2 separate regions of the Zea mays genome follow, and region 1 is linked to region 2. A link is a contact called in public Hi-C data. All regions are on one chromosome and are shown on one strand. The core of a region is the stretch at or near the end of the contact, and the rest is flanking DNA. Distances in the headings are between cores, read along the strand shown.

The links. Hi-C and Micro-C count contacts between places; a contact is called where the count stands out from the background.
Region 1: a contact with region 2 is called in a Hi-C map of tassel, with 1.8 times the contacts expected there. The contact joins the promoter of LOC100384354 here to the promoter of LOC100273620 in region 2. A contact is called at or near these places in 3 of 25 Hi-C or Micro-C datasets (bundle sheath, ear and tassel).

Annotation. Positions count from the first base shown.
Region 1 is chr1:44,890,470-44,897,374 of Zm-B73-REFERENCE-NAM-5.0, reverse strand. LOC100384354 reads right to left here and starts at 4,076. Exons shown (of 10, transcript NM_001353417.1): 1 at 3,784-4,076; 2 at 487-2,850; 3 at 3-132. The coding sequence starts at 3,888. LOC100303814 reads right to left here. Exons shown (of 6, transcript NR_158632.1): 3 at 6,795-6,905; 4 at 6,466-6,721; 5 at 6,308-6,380; 6 at 5,956-6,210.
Region 2 is chr1:44,727,343-44,734,020 of Zm-B73-REFERENCE-NAM-5.0, reverse strand. LOC100273620 (jasmonate-regulated gene 21) reads right to left here and starts at 4,135. Exons shown (of 3, transcript NM_001148036.1): 1 at 3,765-4,135; 2 at 3,280-3,616. The coding sequence starts at 4,078.

The DNA of each region.
Region 1 (6,905 bases), core at 2,827-5,326, 160 kb before region 2:
ACATTCCCGTTCACACTGATCACAGTACACTATGGTCTTCTCAGTGAATTGGCTGATATCAGGATCATAATCACTCAAGTTACAAATACCGCATCTGCAGGATGGACAATACCAGCTTCCTTCTGGAATGGCCTACAAAAGCAGAATGCAACTGAAATATCTTTCCTAAAGCAAGTGTAAATAGAAAGAACTTGTGCAGAAATAACTGAAGAAACACAGGAATGATATAATGCACATGCTCTTCATCATACTCAAAAAAGAGAAGGAACATTTATCATAAGTTCTCACTACCAATATGATATGGATTGAGACTTGAGCAAGAATATTCATCAAAAACTAACAACCATATAACTAAAGCAAATGGAAGCAAAAACTGTCATGTTACCAGGCTACTTATTGGAAGCTTGCAAGTTGCAACAATAGAGGTACTAGCAGATTGAAACTAGAGACTAAGTAGATAGATTCACACATAGGATAATGGAGTACCTCTACCTCCAAGCCGACACAATCATAATGATAAGATGATGGGCAATTGTCACAAAGTAATAAATCCCCACCATCATGGCACACAGAGCATATCGAATCACTTTCCAGATCAGAACTACTCCCCTTCAAGCGCACATGCAGTGGATCTCTGGGCTTGTTTCCACCCATGAATTCAACTAAACACTGTGATAGGGACCTTCCATCCTTTAAAAACATATGAGCCGAAGGTAATGGTGTACTGCTCCCAGCATGAACCTCAAAATTCTCCACAGTGAATAATTCATTACAACACATGCATTTTATTCCATCTCTGCTGATGGAACCTTCCTTTATACCAGGTCCATCACTTCGCTTATATGTAACCTTATCCCTTGGTACCACAATATTTTTCTCTACCAACAAAGACAAAACTGTCTTCACGTGATGCCGACAGGGAAAGATCTGTCCATGTGAACAAAGAACTCGTGCACTGTTCAAAGAAACTGAAGATGGTTTTCTTTTCCTACATTTTCCATGATGTGCAGACAAGGTAAACATGTTGCTACATCTGTCTACAACAGGCATACCCTGTATTTTACTTGAATCCTTTAATCCACCGCTGAGTGCTATCAATTTTGATGGACGCATAGAACCATCAGCAGAACCATGGTTGGCGATTTTAATGTCTGCATCACTGTCCTCCTGATATCCATTTTCCAAGTAACCTTTACATGCTGCCACTAAAGAGCTGTAAGACTTGCCATGTGGAGCACCATACCTCAACTCCAATTTGTTTCTAGACTTTTTCTTTAACCAAAAATTCCACCCAGCAGATTTGAGAAACTTCTGAGCATTTGATCTCAACAGTTTCCTCCTCCTGGAATTTTGCTTATCAGTTTTCATATAGTCTATGTATTTTTCAAGAGCATCAGTTTTATCCCTTCGTTTACGTTTATTGAGCCTTGCCAGGCCAGTTGACACTGTCAAATGAGCACCTTTTGCTGCTGTCCGATAGCTGGGCCTGTCATCTTGTTTAACGCCTCCAACTATCAAACTGCATATTACCTGAATGATAGAAACATAAGTCTTCCCATAAGGTGACTCGTACCGGTATCTTGTAGTGTGTTTATGATGGCCATTTTCTTGAATTTCGTCCTTTTTGAACTTAATACTCCAACCCAGTGCCAATAGATGCTTCTTCAGCTTCACACTCAGAGTTCTATCAATTGTCCTCTGAAGGACAGTTGTGCCATCTTGATAACTAGCAAGAAGGGAAACTATCTGTGGGGAAAATTCAGCATCCAGTTGAACCAATTCCCAAGATCTTGATGGGCTCGTGATCCATTTATCATTGGACTTGTTCTTTACCAAGGCAAGATCCATGTGTGTCTGGTTGTAGCATGCATTCTTGTGCACCAGACTCATACTGTCTAGATGCAAATTTTCTGTATGATCATATTGGTAACCATTTGCTTCTTTTGCAGCCAAACACGCCTGGCATGCTCCTAGAAAAGATGGAAACCGCTTACCATCAGGTGAGATGTAAAACTTGTTCTTAGGTCTGTCATCCAGAAAGGTCCATCCTGAAGATTTAAGGTGTTGCTTTGCCCACTCTTTTTTGATAAGAGCATTTTTCCTATTATTCCGATAGCATGAGATGTATTCTGATAATGCTTGGAATGGATCCAGCCTATCCAAGACAGTGGTCTCAACTGTATCCTTCTGAACTGCTTCCACTTGATATCCATCTAGGGTAGGCTTGTCACATAGAGACCACAATTCAGCAATGACATCTGCAAGTGATCTCTCCCAAAAATCTTCTGTTCCACACATCCACATTTTGGCATCAGTCTTAAAAGAAGGTTTGGATCTTAAGTCAAACCATATCTGCCTGATTGACACAGGTAAACCATCTCTCTCTTCATGTGACAAAAGTATCTGCAGAAATGACCAGATTCCACGTGGTTTCCATTCCCCTGTAGCTTCATCCCAGTCTTGAGTAAGACGTAGCTGATCAACTTCTATAATGCATTCATCACCTTCATCAGGGAAAAGGACTTTCCTTTCCATAGAGCCTTCAGCATGATCAGCAATAACACCTTCCCAGTAGGAACTTTCTATGAGTGCGTCAACACAAAGTCCATAGCTTGCATGAGACACCTGCAGTGCTTGATGTGGACACATTGGCCTAATGTTGCCACGAATGAGTTCCTCAGGCATACTTGACTTACCATCAATGGCATCTGACACTTGAACATTCTCAACAAGAGGTGACCCATTTTCATCAATGAAATCAGTATATCTGACTGCGCGAGCATTTTCCAGAATACCAATAACAATAGCCTTATGCCAGGAGCCACGTAGTCCTTGATCACAACTCAGCACCTACAGAATAGAAAGACCTCAATGAATATCTCGGGCAATTCCATCCACAGTTTGAGGGCACACATAGTGACAGTGCAAAAAGAAAACTAGGGGTTAGCATATCCCATAATCATCATAAAAACAATGAACACATTGGAATCCTGAAGGAAACACAATTACACAAGGGGTGTGTTAAACGGGATAGTAAAACGTTACTATTTCATTAACAGACAGGTCAAATTCAATCGGTACATGCATCAAATTGGATCGCAAAAGAATAAAAAGTGATATATCAATTAAGTAATTCCTACCTAACTAATACAAGGGTGCCCAATTGGCAGGCATCAATTGCCAGCCCACAGAGGTAACTGGCATCAGCCACAAATCCAAAGAAATATACCTATTACAAATTAGCCACCTTGCTTAGATGTCAATAATAATACTACCCGAACTCACTGAGGGATGAAGCGAGAAGCCAAGATTCTGAACTATCTGCACGTGAATAAAGAAGGCTCACTGCCGCATCGCTGTTGCGGCTTGATAGCCATCTATGTGGCAGAACCTTCTACTAATATTGTCGCATTTCCGCATAGGGGAGTTAAGGTCGCTCCAAGTCACCAACCACCCAATATAAACTCCGCAGAGCAACTAAAAAATACATGGAAATACGTAATTAAGCACCCACTTCGCCGCAGATTAACAAAAGCATGTTATTCCTAACCAATAACCACCTGGATGCCCTCGCGATCATCCCCGGCAGCGGAGCGGCCGATGCTCGGTATCAAGGTTAACCGAGAATCGCCTGGTCACGACCCTGATCATGGGCGGTGACCTCAAGCATTGGAAACGCAATAAAATCGAAAACCCAGGCACCCTGCCCATCACCCGCGGACCATCGCCCTTAGCCGCAATGCGGTGGACCTCATCGCAAACGACGGCGCGGATGGCGCTCACCTCGACGACTTCGCCGACGAGGAGCTTCCTCCCGTCCCGTGCAGCCGCGGCGGCGGCAGGGGGCGACGACTTGCGGCGGCGCTTTCTAGCCGCCCCGCTCGCCATTGCGGAGCGCGGCTGCGGGGACTGGTGGGTGGGGTAGGGTTCAGTGCTTGTCGAATGGTGAGTGCCGCAGAATTGGGAGGTTGGACTAGTAGTCCCGGGATACGGGGAGGAGCCCAAGAGAAGGCAATGGAGGCGGCGGAGGACTATAGAGGGGGAGAACGAGAAGAGGAGAGAAGGTTTCGTGCTGTGGGAGGCGGTGGCGTTTGTTATGCGCGCTAGTTATGGACTGCGTAAAGTCGTGCGATTTTATTATCTTGGATTTGATTCGCCCAAATTTGAGTTGTTTCCTTCGTTTTAAACGGTGGGTGAAGCATCTTTAATAAAAAGTGCTAGTTATAAAAATTAAAATAATACATCATTTACAATATTTGGGACCATAAAAAACATTTATAGCTACAACCTTTGAGTCATATTATATTATTAAGAAATAGATCACGTCATTTAGAAAATAAAAGGTTATAAATACCGTATAAAACAAGAATAGAGCTCTAGCATATAAGGTCCTCTAATATCGCTCTAGAGCAAAACTATATTACGGAGCTGACCAGAGCCTGCCAAACAACCTAACTCTATATTTGTAAACTTTATAGAGTTTTCAAAGCTGTTGTACAATTTTTGGAGTATCTCTTTTAGTGCTTCGAAAACTCTAAAAAAAAGCAACCTAGATATAGAGTTTGGAGTTATTTATACATCACTGCTTATGAGAAATCAACCTAAATTCTGAAGCAGAGCTGCTCCATCTAGAATTTTGGAGTAGAATTTCTCAAAGGTGGGGTAGAGTTATACTAAACACCCTCTTAGAATATGAGAAGCCGAGTAATATAATTAGTTATAATTTTTTGTGAAATAAAACCTTTGCAGAAGTAGCTTTTTAGTGTTAAAATCATATATTTCAAAATACAACTTCTCCTGTTCGACATGCGTGGAATCTGTGTTCTTTTGTCTCTTTTATTTATTATATAAAATGGAAATGTTTATATAAACTAGTACTTTTTGGGAACGCACTACTTGTGTTGTGCGTGTATACCGTCCTAGCGCTGCTTGTGCTTGCTGCACGGCTTCAGCCTTTCAGCGTTGGCAACTTTTGCATGAAGGATCAGATGACCCGAAAAATCCAAATTGGAGAGAGATAGAGGAAATAAAATATTGCCCGCAAATGTCAAGATCGTCCTCATTCGCGTTGCTTTGTACGTTTCGAGCATGAGGAGAGAGAACCATTGGGACGTTTGTGCATGTGCATTCATTTAGGATTTAGGTTACTGACAGTTCGTTTCAGTTGTTAAGACTGCCACAACTATAATTTATAAAGATAAAATATTTTATAAATAGTAGAAGTTGGTATGAATTAAAATTAAACGAACAAGTTAGCGCATGGTCCTCCTGTCTCCCTCTCTCCTGCATGCCGACAATAGGAGCACCGTGAAGGCCACACCGGACGCCCTACACGGCGGTATTTTTCTCTCCCTCGTTCTATGTGGTGAGCGCTAAACATCATGTCGATCTCGTGTTTTATGCCTATAAGTAATTGTTAGTTGAAGAAAAATAATAATAAATAATAAGTAGGTAAAAGAAATGATATTTTATAGCTGTAGTGGAGTGTAGGGAAATAATTTATAGTAATCGGGGTAAAATTTTGGCGTGACGTAAATATAGGTATAGAGGAATAAATTTAGAAGGAACCGATGCGGACAATCTTAGATAAAAGTTTCAACCTTTTATGATTGGTGACTACTCCAAGTCCAATTTTATCATTGTTTTTGACATAACTCCACGTAGCAATACATGATTAATTAGAGTAGATATTTTTTGTTCTATCCGTATTAAATAGATCATAGTGTGCATTTATACAACAACTTCGCGGAGCTCATATGGTTATTGGTTGAGGCCAATACTTATGAGGAAGTGATTTCGAGGTTGAGTCCTCTTAGACTACTAGGTGAGTGTCTGTGCGTTACAACGGAACCGTATAATAACACGATAATTATGTACATATGTGTGTTATATTGTTATAAGTATGTGTCTATACGTTGCGACGGAAATAAAAGATTTGTATGAAACATTGATACGGAACGACAAACATCACTATATAATATGCAAAATCCGTGTTTTTCATTATCAATATCACACAAATTATTTCTAAAAAGATAATTTAGAATTTTTAATTACAGACAAATGTGTCGACAACCGTACACTAATCAGCTAATCCTTTTTAGCGATATCGATAAGTCTCTGTTGTATGTTTGCAGGGATGGCATATCGGCACGAATTGTCCTCATAACTTAACAGATCAATCACAAAGTTCCTTCGAAGAATATTTGCATTCTACAGACAAAGACATAAGAGAACAAAACGTATTATATTGTAAAACGAGGTAGCTGGAATGTATGTTTTGAACATAAAACGAACGTACTACACTCACCCCAACAAATTTCATTCGTCTGTCATTCCCCCACATGGTCATAACTTGTAGAACGAGGTAGCTGGTATTAAACCTATAGAATAATGTTTGGCCAACTATGTTTTATACAATGATTATCATAAAAAAATTAAACTGCTGAGAAGGTACGAAGAAAATACCCTCTTAAGTCAATTGGAACACCAGTCTGAATTGTATGTTCCCACTTAAAGATATCCTCCGCCCATCCAGAACGTTTCTTGTTGTAAGCAATCTTATATTTCTTTGAGGCCATGATAATAGCTTCCGCAAACCTCTTGTATGGCATGTGTTTACACCAATCTTGAGTCGGTGTAAAGTCGATAAAAGTCACATGCTTTTAACATGATCTATTACGAAAAGGGCGTGACATTCGTTGAATTTTCATGGCATAAGAACCTGCAAAATATCAGTCATTAGGATTGCAAAGAAGGGTCCTTTATAAATACATTCGAAATGAACACATACTTACATATTTACAACCCGTGATATAATAATTCATTGATGGCCAACAATCGAGTGTTTTGGCTAACTCTTCTACTGTAGGATCCTGATGGTACTTTGGAGGAGCTTGTGCTTGACG
Region 2 (6,678 bases), core at 2,886-5,385:
CAAAGTCAGAGAAAACTATGCTAATATATATCTAGGGTATAGACGAAAAAATAAAATAGCTAGTGTTTGGTTGGCCACTGGAATGCTAGCGACAAGAGATCGAGTTTGAATGGTCAGCCAAAGGCAAAATAATTCGGATGGTTATCCTGTTCGACCTTGAGATGGATCGAGCAGACGAAACGAGGCGCTGATGGTCGTCCCACGTGCACGGACGCGTACTTTTGGAAGCGAATGGTTCTGCAGGGCCTATCGCGCAGATGTGCTGCTTTGATCTGTGATGGCAACGGCACATCAATACAAATCCAAGGAGACATGCACGTCCAGTCTCGCAAAGCTGCAAAGATACGGTACGTCTCTCTGGGCAGTGCACACAGACGGGCAGGCAGACAGACCTAGGTCATGCTAGGAGACAAAAATACCAAGCAGGTGTCCAACTCCACTCTCACCTTTATTATACCCCCACGGCCCCACTTGTGCACGGCTGTGCTGTGCAGAGTGCGCGCACACTAATAGCTAAGAGCAACTCCAATAGTTCTCTAAATAACTCTCTAAATTTTAAATTTAAGAAGTGAACAGAAAAATGCTTCTCCAATGGTTCTCTAAATAGACTTGCTAAATTTACTTAGTTGCTATTCAACTCTATTTACTCTCCACATTTAGCAACTCAGTAGGAACTCTCTAAATACAGTTGACGTCAATTTCTTCACACTAGCGTGATTATTTTTACCTTTCCCATACAGTGAGATAGCCAGTTATAACACACTCTTTTTTCATTTTCTAGCATAATGAGGTAGCTAGGTCAAACACGTATGACGCAAGTTTCTCCTTCACCGTCGAACCTAACTTTCTCATAGGTTGCGTCACCGGACCACCACTCATCCATAATTCATATCGACCGACCTTTTTTCTTCCGCCCTCATATCCTCTGCTCTCAACCTTATTATCAGGCAGATCTCATAGAGACAGGGCCGCTAAAGCTAGATTCAAAATCGAACTACTTCCTAAATATGAGCAACTATTGGAGACTAAGTTATTTTTTACTTCTAATAGCTATTTAGCAACTTGCTAAACATGATTGTAGCAAGCTATTTTTTAGAGAACTACTGGAGTTGCTCTAAGGCTAGTTAAATCATCGTCGTGGCCGTATCCAAACTCCACGCTGCTTAGAATAGTGTAGTATACAGTATAAATTAGTGTTTTAGATGACTACATAAATAAACTGCTTGATAGGGTCTAAGGGAGTCTTTGGTTCACCTGACTAAAGTTTAGTTCATGTCATATTAAATGTTTAAATATCAATTATAAATATTAAATATAGACTTAATTAGATTTAGTAAATTTGTCTTGTTTTTTAGGCATATACAACCTAGAGATTCTGGCTCGGTTTTTCAAATACAAGAGACAGTCAGGGGATAGCAGGGCCGATCCTAGAGGGGGGCAAGTGGAGCCGCCGCACCGGGCCTCCGATTTTGGAAGGGCCCCAAGTAATATACATGTATATATAATCTTAGATTTTTTGAGTATGTTCGGCAAATAGATCTGTATCCAAATATTTCAATCGTTCATTGGATATTATTTACTGTGCTTGTGACTGTGGCATCGGCTTAGAGAAGCTTTTTAAAGTTAAAATTGTTGAAGAACTATTAAGGTCAACAATGTCTCAAGATCGCCTCAACGGATTGGCTACTTTATACATTGAGAAAAATTATTAGACGAGGTTGGTAGCAACAATATTATCAATGACTTCGCATCAAGAAACATTAAAAGAATTTTTTGAGATAATATGTAGAAAGATTCGAAGTTGTTTTGATATATTATAGATTTTTATCATTCAAAAATTTTGCTTATGTACTTAGAAGAAAGTGTATATATATATATATATATATATATTATAGACTTTTATCATTCAAAATTTTTTGAGGGCTCTAATTTTTTGTTTCGCCCCGGGTCTATGAAACCTCAGGACCGGCCCTGGGGGATAGCATGATACAACCGAGGGACTTCGTCTCGGTTTTCCAAGTAAAAGAGTTAGTTAAAAGACTGCATGATACAACTCTGAGCCTTTAAATCATTAATGTAGTCAAGTCACAATTATGTATAGAGAGTCATGTAGAGATGAGCTCTTCGCGAATAGGCTGTATCTTGATTTTTTTTCACTTGGCCCCCTAAAAATCCCATAAGAGACACCTCATTTAATTGGATTGTACATGCCCTTAGTCTTTATCTATATAAGTAGTTTTACAATTAGAATATATTTAATACCTATAATTTTACTCAAATTTTTGATGCGACCGGGACTAAATTTTAGGCCTCCTTTGGATTTGGATTGTACGAATTTTTTTCTCGTGTTCCTTGTGTCTTTTCGGTGAAAATAAACTACTTTCTATAAATTTCAGTATAATTCGTGTGAAATTCCTACATTCTAAAGGAAGTCTTAGTTGGGTGAAACCAAACACCCTATAAATCAATCTTTATAACTGTGCACATAACATACATAAAATCCATTAACTAGGAGTATAACCTGCTGATTTCCCCTTGGCCATTATATCTGTGACACACGTAACAGACACAAGATCCCTCTTTTTTTGTGTATGGGCAATATTTTTGGCATGTTAAGGCTCTGTTCTAAATCTCTAAAGCTAATTGCTAGTTAGTTAATAAGTTATTATATAGGTAGGTTGAAATAGCTAAGAACTAATAACTATTTGAGAGGTATAGCTAACAATTAATTAGCTGACTCATTCTAAATCTCTCAGCCAATTTTAACTGCTAACTATTATTTTTAGAAGTTTGATACAAGGCATAAGAAAATTCTACTAGTACCTGGTGGGTAAGGACATGTGTTGGATGGCTTATGTCCAAACAAAAATGGTCCAACATATGTACATATCGGTCCATGCTTTTGTCGCAAATCTTGAGTCCTGACATATGATCAATCAGATCCGGGGACGCTCTGCCTCAGTTTTGAAGCGCTTCTTTTCTTGATGCCGCCGTGCTGGTCCTGGGAACACGTGTCGCCGTCTTTACGTTCGTCATATAGTGTGTTTCTTTTGGTTGTTTAGTTTTTTTTAATTTCTGGATATCTTTGCGGCTTAATAAGATTGGTGCACATGCGATGCGACGTCGTTATTACACTAGCCAATCGTCTCTCTCTATTATGAAATATAATAACCGCTATTCAGTCTATTATTTTCTTTTTGCCCCAAGAGACATGATTTTTTCTTTTACGTATATACCACGTGCACATATGTAAGACCGACCATTATGATTATTGCGTACCTGGATCTGGTCGCCGACGTTGACGATGAAGGCGTCGGGGACGGGTTCGACGACGATCCACTGGCCGTCGGGGCTCCTTACCTGCAGGCCCTTGACGTGGTCGTCCACCAGCAGCATGGTCATGCCGCCGGGGTCGGAGTGCCCCGCTACGCCCAGCGTCAGCTCTGGCTGCGGGCACTGCGGGTAGAAGTTGACCCGCAAGCACGCCCCTTCGCCGCCCTCTCCGCCGAACGCCGCCTGCAGTCTCCCGGCTTCCAGCCCCAGCCCGCTGGAGAGCAGCCGCATCACCCTCCGGCACAGCTGCAACACTTCCTCGCCGTACTCCTCCGTTGCCCCCCTGCAACGACGACCATGCACGTCCCGTGCAAGCATGCATGCATAATGAGATCAACGAACTAGGGCCCGAACGGAACGGTGCTAGCTTGGTCGACGATACAAGTATAGAGCGCAAGCATGCAGTGCAGTGTCTGTTTTTTTTTTTTTACCGTAGGGAGGAAGGCAGGGAAGGCCACTTCTCGTGGCTCTTGAGGGAAGCCGGCAGCAGATGGAGGAAGTAGTAGTCGCCCCAGTCCAGCGGGCCGCCCTTGGCGGTGCCGAGGCGGCTGCCGTAGCCCTCGTACGTCGCCGGCGAGTTCGCGTAACGCTCGCGCACCTCCGCGGGCTGCCGGAAGAAGCCACGCCACGCCGCGCGCGCGCCGCGCAGCAGCTCCGGGCGGACGCCGTGGTTCACTGCCTGGAAAAAGCCCCACTCCCGGCACGCCGCCGCCACGGCGCTGGATGTCGCGTCCACGTCTAGCATTGACAGGTCTACGACTGGGATATTCGGGCCGCTGCCATCGGAGGCCGGTGAGAGCCGGGGCCGCTCCGACAGGGGCTTCACATACCGCTCGGGGATCGTGTCGCCGCACGTGTCAGACACAGCCTGGACGCGCACCACGGGCTCCGGCCAGCCGGCGCCGCCGTTGAAGCAGCTTATTGCCATCGGCCGGGGAGCTGCTGGCTTAAGACAAAACCGCCCTGTATATTGTGTGCACAACTTACACTTGCACACTCATGGCATATATTTGTTGATATATAGCGGTCGCAATTGTACACGTGATGGTCCAGAGAGCTGAGATGTCTAGTAATAATAATACCGTATTTTACCCCCTTTTATAAATCAAAGGATAAGGGAGAGACATTGTGGCTTTGCGATCATCATTGGAGTGTTGAATATAAAACTTCAACTAGCTAGCTAGTGGCCTTGAAAGCAACATGCATGGCTAGGGAAAATAAAGCACGTGCTCAAAGAATAAATAGTAGTACAATATATATAAAAAGGTTAGCTCTGTCTGTGTAATGTAATCATTCTTGGATTTTGTGGTCACGGAGGTATACCACCACACACAGCACTCCTGTTGCAATTTGTGCACTTCATCTGATCATCACCAATTGCGGCCACAGTAGGATTTTTTGTTAGTCAAATATGTTTTGTTTGGCAATCGGTTTTTCAAATTTCACATGGACAGGTAACCTAGCTTCTTTTCATTCCTAAGCTTGAGCTACATATCTATGCGCCTGTTTGGTATATTTTTTCTAAACAACTTTTTTTTTGAGAATCTGAATTTCTGAATAATCTAGGTGTCACGAGAATCTAAATTCGCGAGCCTTGTATGCAGAGTTGTTAAGATTTATGGGTTAGGCCCAACTTGAGAAAATCAAATAAATCACAGGAAAATCTCAAAAGCCCATATAAGTATGGCTAGGGAATAGATGGAACTAATAGCACCATATTGCTAGTTCTAGTAGAGTAGAGCTAGCTTAAATATGGAAGCCACACTCACTCACCAAGTCATGGATGAGAGGAGAGAGTGTGGAGAGCCACACACGTGTGCGCGCTCGCTCGCCTGGCCGGCCCAGGGCGGGGGCAAAGGGCGCACGACATGCGCGTGAATGGTCCGCCGAAATCATGGTCCGCTGAAATCCGGCCCCTCGCCTTGCGGGGGCGCAGTTTCCTTTTGCCGTTTGAATTTTTGGTTACTTGGCTGTTAAGTTTAGAATCCTAACCGATCGCTATAAAATCTAAACTGAACGCGAGATTTTCGCGGGCGGATAAGATCAAAGGTAGCTATCTGGTTGCGGATTCGGCACTATAAATAGCGCCTGACAGCCAGCATCCAATTCATCCCAGTTTCGCTTTCGTCTCTCTTCATATCTGAGCCGCCTTCCAGTTCCCTTCATCCCGACCGCAGACGTGCATCTGCGATCAGGAGAGCAGGTCTCCGGAACCCTTCGTCTTCTAGATCCTGCACCGGGAGAGGGCGAATAAGGTTTTTGGGAAGCGTCTTCATGCGACTGCTCGTGATCTTCTGACGTCGTCGACCCTGCTGATTCCGGCGCGCGCCATCTATCAGTATGTCTAATTAGTACGCATCATCTGATTTGACTTTTTACTTCAGTTCTTCTGATTTGGTCATGATTTATATTCAGAATTTAATCCGGAATTTGTCTAATTATTCAACAAGAGTAAGGTGAAAGATCCGTAGGGTTTTAGAAAGAAAAAGCAACATGTTCCTCTTATCGCGCCGACTCGGCAAATTCTGTATTCACGTTGATTTAGCGATTTAGGTGATTTTCATAGAAGCGATTCTCACCGAATCAGTCTGAGAAGTGAAGCGTTTGGCGGTCAAGAACCGATTCTGAGTGCCAGAATCCGGCTAGAATCCGAAACAAACAAGCCCTCTAAGAAGGATGAAATTCTCTCCTTTAAATCACCCGTCACTCTCTTTGTCTCCGTCTATTGCTCCACTCACTCTCAAGCATAAGAGTCTTTGCCCGGTTTTATAGGAGTCCTAGTTATTTTACTATCCCGTTCGTGTTCATGATCCGTAGTAACAAAAGAATTAATAACATGCGTCTACACAGACCAATTCCAAGACATACACACAAGCTGCTTGCCATGACATAATACTTGAATATAATGCGTGTCTTTTTATTTGTACCAGTATAATGCTCGCCATGCATGCCGTCATCCTCACACATCCTCTGTGGAGAGCCGGCCGCCGCCTTGGTCCATCCTTCTGGATCGGCGGCATTTAACAAAGCAAGAGAAAGACAACGCAGGGGAGAGACCGAGAGAGCATCGTGGGGCCGTGAGGGCGTGTATGGGGTCGTATGTGAGGGTGGGATGATCTAGACGTCCTTGGTCGTTAGATGTGAGTGAGATAAAGAATAAGGGAAAAGAGATCTGGTTTAATGTGATGGATGAGGATTTTCTGTGTGTATAAAATGGGATGCGTGAAAACACATCTGAGTGTGGGGGTATGTGGGTTATTTGTTGGGTGATCTAGATTAATTTAACTGGTACTTTATTTAGGGGTTTAGATAAAAAAACGCATCAACAAAAACTAATACTTCCTC